2 separate regions of the Mus musculus genome follow, and region 2 is linked to region 1. A link is a contact called in public HiChIP or PLAC-seq data. All regions are on one chromosome and are shown on one strand. The core of a region is the stretch at or near the end of the contact, and the rest is flanking DNA. Distances in the headings are between cores, read along the strand shown. Region 1 holds the start of Dut (deoxyuridine triphosphatase). Region 2 overlaps Cep152 (centrosomal protein 152).

The links. HiChIP or PLAC-seq counts read pairs in DNA pulled down with a chosen protein or histone mark.
Region 2: an H3K4me3 HiChIP or PLAC-seq map of bone marrow-derived macrophages shows a contact between it and region 1, with 3 times the contacts expected there. The contact joins the enhancer-like site here to the promoter of Dut in region 1. A contact is called at or near these places in 9 of 39 promoter capture datasets (3T3-L1-derived adipocytes, the HPC-7 cell line, HPC-7-derived erythroid cells and 6 more), 1 of 15 datasets of contacts at CTCF or cohesin (large pre-B cells), 11 of 115 datasets of contacts at active chromatin or transcription factors (bone marrow-derived macrophages, embryonic basal ganglia, embryonic stem cells and 5 more) and 1 of 9 other capture datasets (embryonic stem cells).

What each region holds. Positions count from the first base shown.
Region 1 is chr2:125,244,684-125,251,090 of GRCm38.p6, reverse strand. Dut (deoxyuridine triphosphatase) reads right to left here and starts at 3,576. Exons shown (of 6, transcript NM_023595.6): 1 at 3,195-3,576; 2 at 1,834-1,925; 3 at 74-118. The coding sequence starts at 3,343.
Region 2 is chr2:125,573,252-125,579,516 of GRCm38.p6, reverse strand. It overlaps Cep152 (centrosomal protein 152), which reads left to right. Exons shown (of 28, transcript NM_001081091.1): 21 at 1-143; 22 at 2,662-2,803. Among named protein-coding and RNA genes, the nearest start is that of Cep152, 49 kb to the left of the region's middle. Within about 2 kb of position 3,801, at least 14 of the 459 cell types and tissues checked have an H3K27ac peak or open chromatin away from gene starts, as enhancers often do. A contact at or near this core is called in bone marrow-derived macrophages, where this site is marked.

The DNA.
Region 1 (6,407 bases), core at 2,327-4,826:
TATTGCATATTCAGACTTACGAATTCCCAGTGGCAAGGATACTACAAAATTTCATAGAATAAAGAAATGTTACCTCCTACATCTATGAAGTGCTTTACAGCCAAGCCAGAACGTGGAGCTAAAAGACAAAATCAGAAAACAGTGGCTATTTTAAATGGTAAGGGGAAACGATACACTATTTTTGGCATAATTTAAATACCATGGTCTCCTCTAATGTTCACATATTCATCTTAATTTCAACAGATCACTTTTTTTTTTTTTTTTTTTTTTGATTTTTCAAGACAGGGTTTCTCTGTATAGCCCTGGCTGTCCTCGAACTCAGAAATCCGCCTGCCTCTGCCTCCCAAGTGCTGGGATTAAAGGCGTGCGCTATCACGCCTGGCATTCAACAGATCATTCTTAAAGAGTACATTTATCATACTATACCACTAAAGTTGGAGAGCTAGTTTAGAAAGTTTAAAAACAATCTCAAAGCCCGACCACATGACTTGCAGATGCAAGCTATGGATTGCTGGAATGAGCTGGAAAGTAAGCAAGCACACACACCCCCAGTCACTCATCATGACTGCCTAAGTGTATGATGTGTGGGGCAGGTCAGAAGACAACTCTGCAAACGCAGGTTCCCTGGGATGGAACTTGCGTCAAGGCTTTTGTGACAAGTGCTTTTCTCACTGAGCCATCTTTCTGGCCCAGCTTGTGGTTCAAGACTGGAGAGTTGAATATGCAGATCCTAGATGGGAAGAAGGAATCAGGGTAACTGAACAGCAGAGCTTAGGAGAGAACCCGGGGCTTCTCTTCATTATTCAGGTTAGGAGACCTGTATGCATGGAACATGAGTAATGGCCAAAGCCCTCACATTGATGAACTAAAATATGTATAGCTATGCATCAAATATCAAACTCTTGTACATTTTCAATTCTAAAAATGGGAAGCATTTTATAGCTTTCTTGCTGGCCTGGCCAACAGGCCCACCTCAGTAATCCTAGTATCTAAAACTATGTTTCAGAGTAACCTGTAGAAGGCGCTGTGTCAATAGCTGCTACCTCTTCTTGAGATGGTACCTCTTTCCAACTCTTTGCTTTTCTGGCCTGGGACTTTAATTCAATGATGCTAGAGACCAGGAAAACCCATTTTGCTTTTTTGGGCGGCCAAAGTACCGGAGGTTCAACAATGCATAAGGCAGTGCTATGGTTTCTTATCCGAGGACTTGATATTTTTCTCTCCTATTTTTTTTTAAGCTACAAAAAGCATTCATATTTTTGGCAAGTTTTGAATTCACGCTCTAGACAAGTGACATGCCCTAGAAAAATCCAAACCCACGAACTCACAGCCCCCTTTTCCTCAGCAGTAACTGATACAAGGTTTTTCTCTAGAGTGGACGGCCCCTCACTCTAATCTCTAGGAGGCAGACAAGCCAAGGTTCAGTAGGTTGAGACAATCTGGCAGCTTCTCCCCTATAATATAAAATGCCAAAAACCCATCACTCTATGGCCCCATCTTCTTATGCAAATAGTTATTTAAAAAGAATGTGACCTCATTTGTAGACTGGAAAAGCTCCAACTAAAGAACACCTAAACTTTGCGCTTTTCTGTGAAGTTATGAGAGCCAACAACTGGGTCAATGTGATCATCCTATTAGCTCGAGAACATACTTGAAATACAAAGTCAAAAAAAAGGAAAAGCAGACACGTGAATCCATGTTTTGTTTTGTTTTTAAAATGGGCTAAGCATTATCTCTTCACTGTGGCCACACGACACTAAGGACACTAAGATGACAGACGCTATCATAAAGGACCGGTATGAGAAGTAGTTACCGGCTTCTTTAGCTACTTACCTACTCTTCCATAGCACCCAGAAGGGACAGCTATCTGAATGTCTGTCTTCACGATGGCTTTCTCCATGGGTGATATTGTATAATCATAGGCACTGAAAGGCAAATCAGTATTTTAAAGTGTTTTTAACATTCCTTCTTACGCTAATGCATATAAAATGCGTGCCATTACTTCATATAAACAGATCCTATAAACAACCTTATGGCAGATTCCTAACTCACCTAAAAAGGTTTACTTACAAGGTAGTAGGCACTTTCTTTTAGCTTTAGAAAGATGGCTTCAGGCCCTTAATCCTAGCACCTAGGCAGAGCAAGAAGACAAAACCCTGAATGTGGGAGTGGGGAACAGGGAGATGCCAACATTGTCTCTGCTATGTGTTCTGTGGTTTTTGTCTCTGAAAGTGAAGGCTGGCAAATTAGCATGAGGAGCAGGAAGGCAGACTTAATTCATAGAAAGAATATGAAAAGCCAACCAAAGAGCAAACATCTAACACTCAATGGGCCTCACTCCGCTAGGCACACTTCGAGCCTGCGAACGCATATAAACCTATACTTTACTTTTGTAACGCTTCTCTTGATGAGAATGAACCTCCCGAAGAAAATGTTAAAAAAACACAGGTGAGAGGCAGAGATGCACTGCATTCCCCCTGCCTTCCACGCTATGGCTGTGAACTTCAGTGGCCGAAGAGAGCTGGTCTCCCAGAGCAGCTCTTGGGGGTGGACTCTGATCACAAGCGATTTTAGAAAGTCCATCTACCAAATACTACTGTAGTCTCTTATTACTGCAGCTCCCTTCCTGATCCAACGAAACTTCAGACTTTACAATGAGCAGCGCTGGAAGTCTGGCATGTGGTAGAAGAGTACGTTCAGTCACACGGAATTTTCACTCTGTAACATCAGCCATTCCCAATACACAGCAAACACCCGCTTATGTAGAAAATGGCCATAGTATCTAATTTCTCCCAAGACAGGGCATGTTAGATGCATACATTCAGGTCATTAGGCTTGGTGACTTTACACTGAGCCACCTCATAAGCTAGCCCTGGATGGAGCTCCTTAAGTTCCCAGTCCTTGGACGGGATAAGAGAAGTACACAGCTTCCATAGATCCTTTTCCTAGACTTTAACGTGCACACTGCAGACAGTCACACTTCGGTCAAGAATAAGCCTTGCACATCCGGACCTTCCACTTGGAAAGGGTGGAGCGCACGCTGCACAGTAACGCTTTGGAAATGTTATAACCCTTTACTTTCCGCTCGCCCAAACCCCTACTGAATTTGCTCAAGGTGAACTCAGGTCTCTGCGGAGCCACGACTGCACCCGGGCTCGGTGTTTGCATTCCTGCCGTCGGGCCACGGCTCTCACCTGAATAGGTCGTAGCCGGCAGCGCGCGCGGACCCGCGGGTGGGCGCCGTGGCGTGCTCCGAGAGCCGCACGAAGCGCAGAGAAGCGCCATCCTCCGCTCGAGCCCTCTTGGAGGCAGAGACGGCCGCGGCATCTTCCGAGCAGGGCATGGCGGCGGGCGTGGAAAAAGCAGAAAGCAATGAGCGTGCGAGAGCCTACCCGCCGAAAATCTCCCGCCTGGACGAGCCCACCGCGCAGGACAGGGGACGCGGCCTTCCGCAAAGGGCTCGAGCGCGGCCTAGAGGAGGCACCGACCTCGCCAGGCTCCCCTCCTCGGGGTCCGCAATGGACTCGTCCCCGCGCTGCAGGCCAGGCCCTGGCTCACCGTTACCTGCTCAGACCAGGGCTCCCTCCAAGCGCGCTCCCGCTCCAACTCCCCCACTAGCGCGCTCTCTCGAACTGCCCTAATCCTCCCCACCCCGTGCGCGCTCCCGCCCCTGCCCCCCACCCCCTCACCAGCGCGCGCGCTCCCGGCCGGAGCTCCTCGGCTTCCTCGGCAGCTCCGGCTCCGCGCCGACCCGAGCGCACGCCCGCGGAGCAGAGCGGCCTGCAGGCGGGCGCGCAGCAGCACGCTTAGGAGAGGCATGGCGCTGGAGGCCCTGCAGGCCCTGAGGCCGCTGCCCCGCCCCGCGCTCCGCCTAGCGGCCCTCCTACGTGCTTTTCCTCGCCCTGACCTGAACAGATCTTTTGCCTTCCACCACCGGACCTGCAGGGCATTTTAAAATTCCTTGACCTCAGCCAAAGCAACAAGGAGCCAACCCCCACCCCCACCCCCACCCCCACCCCCACCCCCACCCCCTCGCCGGTAGTTGGGAGTCAAACTTTTTTTTTCCAGAGAGGATAATTAAAGATCTTTCTGGAGTCTCCGGTTTTATCTGGACTATACCATAAACACGTGGAACTCAAGTTGTGGTGCACTTCGATTTTCAAGATAAATAGAAGGCCCAAGGCACTTTTATAGAAATACCGACTATACATATTGGGGCGATTGGTTCCCCTGATGGGTGTGCAATACACTACACTTCTTGAAGCTCTTTTAAAGCATCTGTTATTGTGCAGTCCCACGATGTGTCTGTGTGTCTTGCAGGTCATTGCCAGTGCGAGGTTATCTTCTCCTTGTTCCTTCCACCTTTAGGTGGGTTTAGGGTTAGACCTGTGGTGGCCAGGCTCTTTACTCTCAGAATGTTTTTATTTACATTTCTTCTTATTACAGTCTGCACATGCATGTATTTTCTTGCCTAATGTCTACTTGTTGGTTAGATTCAAAGTCCATGAGGGAAATTGATCCAGCCTTTGTATTCTTGGAGTCTAACCGTGAGTTTCAAAAGCCCTCACAGGTGCGCCTGCCCCCCCCTCTTCCCTTCCCCCCTCCCTTTTCTCTTCTCCCCCTCCCCTTCTCCCTCCCCACTCTCCCTCTCCCTTCTACTGCTTCAGCACCATGCCCGCCTGCTCCACACCATGATAATGGACTAACCCTCTGAAACGGTAAGAAAGCCCCCAGTTAAATGCTGTCTTTATAGAGTTGCCTTGGTCATGGTGTCTCTTCACAGCAGTAGAACACTAAGACAGATGGTGATCGCATTGTTTAGTAAGGAGGGCTCCTGTGCATTATTTCTTCTCAGAAATCTTAATATTGGTGCTTAATCCTTTAAAACAAGATTATTGTTGGGCCTGGAGAGATGGTTCAGCTGTTAAGAGCACTCAGTGTTCCTGTATCAGACCCAGTTTGGTTAGCAACACCCACATTGGTGATTCACAACTGCCTGTGACTCAAGCTCCAGGAGACCCAACTATGTCCTCTGGCTTTGGAGGGCACCTTATACACACAAACAATCATGTCCACGGGAACAGATAGATAAACATATATTCTCTTCAGTTTTGCATATAAATGTGTATATGCTTTGACCACAATTCTCCAGTTCTTAACTGCTTACCCCATTTTCCTGACACCAAACCACTTCTTTCCATATAGTACCTCTCCTGGTGTTTCGTTTTGTTTATTGCAGGATATGTCATCACACTATGAACCCACAGATTGTGTTATTTACTGGACAGACCTGTTTCTAGTTGTGGTGTGGTCTAGCACAGACCTTTCATCCAAGAGCTTTCTGTTCATTGTAAACAGGATTAAGTGAAGTCAACCAGAGGTCAAGAGGCAGAGCAAGCAACAAGTTGACAGGAAGTGAACACAGGGGAAAAAAGTTCAGAGTAAGAGGATGTCAGGAAGATGGATAGAGAGACAAACAGGAATTTAAGGGAGGGACATTCAGCTTGAACAGTTTTTGAGATGGTGTGGAGAACTTCCTTTTGGGGACTTAGAAGGTCAGTTGGGTGCTTCCACTGCCCCTCTGAGCTAGTAGTCTTTCACTCCAACATCTGGCTCCCAAGTCGTCTTTGGTAAAATTGAATGATTGAGATTTTGTTAAAAACGTTTGTTTGCTTGTTTGAGTTTTCTCTTTTGAACCCACAGCATTTAACTAGACTTGCCTCCCTGAAGCTGGGTGGGCAACCATTATGTCTGTAGCTTCTCAGGGAGAGAGGCGGGGCTCTCTCTGCCCTTGGTTTTCACTTTCTCAATTCATTGTTTTCCAGACAGGATCTCATGTAAGACCCACACTGGGCTTGAAAAGGATGACTTTAGACTTCTCATTCTCCTGCCTCAGCCCCTATAGGGGTGGGTTACAGATGTGAGCCACCATGCCTGATTTTGTCAGGGCCTGAGGGTAGAGCCCAGGGCTTCATGCATTCTAGGCAAGTACTTTATGAACTATTCTATATTCCCCAGCTCCCTCGTTCCTCTATTTTAATTGAAGACGTTTCCTCCCTATATTGTTATTCAAATATAAGAATCAGGCATGTTGTATTCCCTAAACTTCTGCACACACCCACTCCAAGTCTCACTCCTGAGGGGCAATACTCCCAACATTCTGGGCTTTTTGTGCTGGAATTTACTTGCATGTTTCTAGATTGTGTGATGATATTTCTTTTTAAAGAATATAGAGTTCACCTTTTGAATTAGGATATGTCTTTAAACAATTCCTAAGCACCAGGCCTGGGGGTATCTTAGTGAGGACTTCTACGTCATTCCTGGAATGCATTTCATCATGACTCTAGCATTCTCTAGTGACATAAATAATGTCATACTAAAAAAAAAAAAAAAAAAAAAAAAAAAAA
Region 2 (6,265 bases), core at 2,552-5,051, 330 kb before region 1:
AGCAGCTTTTGGAAGCCATGTCAGCTTGTTCTTCCAAATGGATATCTGTACAGTACTTTGAGAAAGTAAAAGCCTGCATACAAAAAGCTCTTCACGATATGCTGTCCTTGCTTACAGACAGTGTCGCCTCAGAGCAGGAGAAGGTATGTTCTTAGAGCTGTTGAATGCCAAGTGTGCTTAGGACTGCAGAAGGCAAGGTTGTCTGGTCTCCATTTTATGATGAGCACATTCAGATGTGTGTTTTCACCAATGATTTTAAAAGCTTTATTGCAGCAGGTCTACTGGATTGACTACATTTGTTGTTAGATTTTGTTTTTTAAATTACTTCATAGCTCCATCACTATGAGGGCAGGGCATTTAGCCTCTAGACATCTTTTACTTAGACATGTATATGTTATTTTTTTGTAAGGGCATAACATTTAGAAAGTAAGTAATTGTGTTCTTACTGTTTCATTATATTAAGACAGAGGGTTAGTTGCTTTTGTTTTGGTTTTCTTTTTTTTTCTTCTCAGGAAGAGGTTAGAAGTCAATTTCTTGTCCTTGTGAATTTATGTCTTACTTATACAAAAAGTGCCATTAAGGTCCCAAAATTGTTAAAAAGAAACAAGCAAGAGGTTTGATTCATTTACTGAAATTCCCGGAGTCCAGTTTCATAGATGTCTCATGTGTGTGCGCTTACAGAATGAATTCCCTGTGTTCTTTTAGTCACACAAATACTGCCTGAGACCAGTTAAAACAGTCTGACCAATTTACGATCACATGGGTGGAGCATTCGTGAAGATTTCAGAATCCTGTTGTAGTATATGGCCAGTCTGTTTTAGTGTTTAGGACCAGAAGTGGGGGAGTGTCTGATAATATCCTTTGGGGAAGCTTTAGACATTAGAGTTTGGGTCTGGGAAGATGTCATCATTAAAGGCTTTTCAAGGCCATTTTTGAGCATCTGGTGCTAATGCCTACTAGAAATGCTTATAAGCTGGGGATGGGTGTTCAGTGTGGGAGATAAATTAGTGAGTTGCTATGAGCAAGCCTGTGTTATGGGTTGGCCATCCAGAAAAAGAGAATCTAGCTCCCTGGCCCAGCTCCTAACCATGGTATCTGTTGTCCTGTCTGCATCCTACATATGAAAAGAGGACAGGACTTCAGAGTCAGAGGAACCGATGTGGTCAGCCCACCTCATCTTAGTATATACGCTTATTCTTTATTTTTACAACAGTGTTACTATTACATAGTTCCCAGCAATAAAAATGACTGGCGAGATCACGTCCCAAGAGCATTGCTTAATACTTCATTGAGAATATTGGGGGCAAAGAATTAAAATAAGAAAAATAGCAGTTTTAGGAGTAGAGGTGATGAAGGAATCATGCCAATGTTTTAAAAAAGACTCAAGGAGCCTTTAAAAGTAAAAAGGAACACCACCCTCACTGGCTCGTGGTTATTCTAGATGTTTATTACATTCTTATTTAGATGCTCAGGAATTTGACTTTTCCTATAGTGAAAATGCAAATTTTCAAGGCCTTCTCATTTTCTGTCAATGCAAAATTCATCTGGAGCTCTTTCAGGGCTTCGAATTGCACAAGCAGTGGGAGCTCATCTGTGTGACCTATCTGGCTCGTGGCTGTGGACATGAGACAATCAGCTAAGAGTTTAGATGTTCACAGCTGTCCTTGGGTGGGTCAAATTCCATTCCTGAGGAAGATGACTTGAAACGCCTAATCTCCAGTTTGTCATAGAAGCAGTACGTGATTTGCTTCTTGAAGCCAATACAGCTCAGGACACTGAGTGCCAGTCAATGATTCCACCTTTGCAATATACTTTCCATAAATACAAAAGACTGATTTATAGCTTATTAAACCCACAGGATTTAGAATTGCTCATGGAAATTAAGTGGACCAAAAAAAAAAAAAAAAAAAAAAGCCTGCTAAGATGGAAAGGATGCAGGAAATGAGAAAGACAATTTTTAAGAAAATATTTTATCAGACGATACTAATAAAATAGTTCTTAATAGATAGAAGAAAAAGGAAATATTCTTGGGAGAATTTCAAGCAAACTTGAGGCAGTGCTTTCTGTCCCCCTCCAGAGACAAATGAAAGATAGATAGTGACCCCACATGTTCTTTTTCTTTGGTAGTTATTAGGTGTCTGAAATCTGGAACTGGCGCTTTAATAACCATTTAACTTAGTATAATACCTGTGAGTGATGGGCACGGAGAGCCTTCAGTACTAGCGAGGAACGGGCTTGTGCCATAGGTTCACTTCTGTAAGCATCATCTGTCTGTAATCTGGCATCCAAGTGGTCTTTCCTACCTAGGAACAGAATATGTTAAAGTACTTATTTTGAATATGTTAGGAAGTAAAATATTTATATCACAGTGACTAGTGAAAGTGTGCTAGATTTTCAGGATTGATTCTGATACCATTCACTGTCTCCTGTCTTGTGGTATAGCCAGACAGGGAGGCCCGAGCATTGGCACATAGGATGCTATTCATAAGAGAGATGTCTCCTAGTTACTGCTGGCATTCAAGCAAGGTTGTTAACAGGCAGTGCTTTCTTTTTGTATTTTTAATATTGGAATTCTATGTCTTTATTCTTTAATGTTGGGATTTTAAACAACTATTTGTAGCTATTTCCCCAGGCATTAAGTATGAAGACAATTTATTTCAGAGAAAGGTGGTCAAGAGCTCTGCAGACACTGTCAGCTGGACCAGTAGCGAAGGAGACTCTGCGGTCCCAGTGCCCCTTCCTGACTCCACCTCTGTACGCTGTGCTCAGTCCTCGGCCTGGCTGAAAGCAGAAGCAGAAACTGGTACTGATTTTGTTTCCTGTCTAGATTACAGTTTTATTCAGGGGCAGGGCTCACTTAGACCCTCTTCCAGCCTGATGTGCTTCCTTCCATTCAACAATGATTCTTACAAAGTGAAGAGAGAGCGTTGCATAACCAGTCAGCCGGTCCGAGCTGTTGAGGAGCAGAGCTTTACATCCGAGAACTGCTATAGTAAATACTGGGGAGTGTGCATTCAGCTCACTTCAGTTTACTTCAGTGTTTCTCTCTTTCTTAATTAAAATACAGTTACACCATTTAGCTTCTCCCGCACCTCCCTTCATTCCCTCCTTCCTTTTACTTTATTATTATTGGCGCGCACATGTGTGTGTGTGTGTGTGTGTGTGTGTGTGTTTGTGTGTGTGTGTGTGAACTAATAGATAAATGGAACCTGTTGAGTCTATTTAGTGTTGCTGATGTGTATTTGACTTAAGAGCAGACCATTTAGTATTGGATAGTCAAAGCACTCATTCCTGGGAAAGACCAATTTATTCATTCTCTTTCTCCCTCCCTCCCCCACCCCTTTCTCCTTCCCTTCCTCTCTTTTGCATTCCTTAGTGGCCTACAGTTCTTGGTTAGGTGTGGGGCCCTGTGAGGCATACCTTATCTACTTTGGTATGTCACCTGGTATTGTAATGTTCAGGCCTTGTGGAGATTTCCTTAGTGTAGCTTCCCTGTCATATCTAGAAAACATAATCTTTCAGCAGACTTCCCCATTTCTGTGATGTTCCCTGAGCCGTGGGAGCTGTGTTGCAGATGAATCATTTAGAAATGGGTGCCCCACAAGCAGCTGTTCTCTGCGTTTTGAGCAGTTGTGGCTTCTACAAAAGGATATTCTTTGAGGAGAGGCAAGAGCTTCATTTATCTGTGGATGTAAGGATGGGCATTTACCGGTTAGTAATTATCCTGGCTTAGGAAAGTGGTAGTGGTAGATTTTCTAAGATCCACGACCTCACTAGTCACAGTGGTTGGCTAGGTTACAGCACCGGGCATGGCTTCCTCCTGCTGAGTGGGCCTCAGGTCCAGTTCCAGAGCTCTTCCTTACTGCCACATTGTAGCGCGCTGTTGCACTTTTAGGAATATCTCACCATGTTGCTCAGTATTGTGGTTTGTAGGATGAGCTGGGTAGGAGGTTTGACTGCTGTCCTCCCTTGACAGCTTGTGTATCAACATCTGGTACTAAGAAAGCTAGTTTTCAGGGAGGAGACTTGCAGTTTGGATCCAGCTCAAATCCCCAGAGTGTGTGTTGTCTTCAGCATCAGGGACTTACCTTCAACTTTGGGGAGGAAGCCAAGGGCAGTGTAAGTAGCTGTATTGTTTTGGGAGTCTCTTGGACTAACTTGACAACTAAAACTCAAAAGAAGATTTCTTCTGCCTGGTACTGGGCTTTTGATAGATCTATGACTTGTGGGAGGTCATTATCTCCCCGTGTATCATAACTTCACTTATATTGTGTATATGTCTGTGATACGTATGAGTATGTGTGTGTGTGGCTATGTGTGTGTGCATACATACATGTTTATAGTATTAGGTAAATATACAATATGATTCCTTATGGTTATTTCAAACACCTTTAGTATTTTATTGTTATTTATCCATTCTCCCTTCTGTATTGTCCCTCTCTTCCTCCCCATTTATCCCATTTCCCCCATTGTTTCTCCTTTTATATTTTTATGTTTGCCGTGTATATGTGTGCATATGTACATGCAGTGGTAGGGTAGGGACACATGGACCGTAGTGCGAGTGGAGGTCAAAGGACACCTTTATAGTCTGCTCTCCTTCCATGGTGTCCGGGGATGAAACTCAGGTAGTCAGGCATGTGCAGCAAGTGCTTCACTACGGGGCCATCCTGCCAGCGTTTTATCATGGCAGTCTTTCTGATAGATTTTTGACGGTTGTTTTAGTTGTGCAGAATTTAGGACAGGAGTGATGCTGCTCTATCTGCTTCTAACGCATAGCAAAGTTCAGGGTAATGCGTAAACATTTGATGCAGTAAGATTTTAACGTTTTCAAATAACATCTTTTACATTTAAAAATTTTTAAATTTATATGTGTGAGTATTTTGCCTGCTTTTCCATCTGTCTACCACAGAAGCCAGAAGAGGGCATCAGATCTCCTGGAACTGGAGTTCCAGACAGTTGTGAGCCCCATATAGGTGCTGGGAATCAAGCCCATGCCCTCTGGAGGAACAGCCAGTGTGCTAAACTGCAGAGTCACATTAGGAAAGCCCTGCAAAGTCCTTTATAGTACTACTTCCAGAAGTTACCACAGGGGATCTTAGATTTGGATACACTTTCCTAATCTTATTATTCTTAAGTAATTTTAACTGATGGTGAAATATTTTGATACATACCAAGACCATAAATAGCATGTAGGTAAGTAGGCAAGCTAACAGCCAGGAACTCATCATTTGATAAGCAATAGAAGGTCTGCAGTCCTCTCCTTCAGCTCCTCCCACAGCGCCTCCCAGGCTGTGCTAACAAATCTGATTTCAAAAGCCTTTTTGTTGCTTTTCTTGACGCACATGCGTGCATGCGTGCGTGTGCGTGTGTATTTAAACATGATAAAATTAATTGATGCACATTATATTCTTGTAATCTGAGTTTTTCTCTACCTGATATCATGCCACTAAGACTTTTCCACGTGCTGACATTCCAGTTCATCCATTCTTATGCATATAGACTGTTGTACTGTTCGCAGATGTTACCGTTTCTATATTTCTTGTCAGTAGACATTTTTGCCTGGTTTTTAGTTTCTCCATCAGCATCCTAGGTGTGGATTCCACATGCTGCACCAGTGTGATGCTTCTGTGACTGTGTTTATGAACAGAAACTGCATCATTGGAAGGAAGCGGGGCAGTCAGGAGGGCGACAAGTGACGTCACTGAACCTCTGGCTCTGAAGTGCTCCCCGTGTTTACCCCGTGCTCACCCCGAGTCTGCTTTCTCCTCTAGCACAGCATTTACAGTTGTAGCTACCTATCTTTCCTAACACTTTTGTATATCATTTTAACTTTGTAAATTCTGTGTGTTACTGGGAGCAATATTTTTATATATTGTGTTCTTGCTGTATGCCAGATACTATCTCAAAGGATTTTGTTTATGGCTCCCAAACATTTTAAATAAATTTTCAAATTTGGAAATAATTTCAAACTTGCAAAAAGGTTGTTACAAAAATAAAAATAGTTTCACAGAACACTCATTTAGCTAGCTGTAGCTATTGAGGACTTTTTTCACACACAACACACACACACACACACACACACACACACACACATTCACTCATTCTAGAACTATCTGAGGGTGTGGTACATTACATACATTGTGATATTTTATACCTACATTCCTCAGTTTGTGTTTTCTAAGAATAGGGATTTCCTCTTCCATACTCTTTTTTTTTATAATGCAAAACACAAGAGGGATTTATTGTTTCCATGCATTGGGGTCAT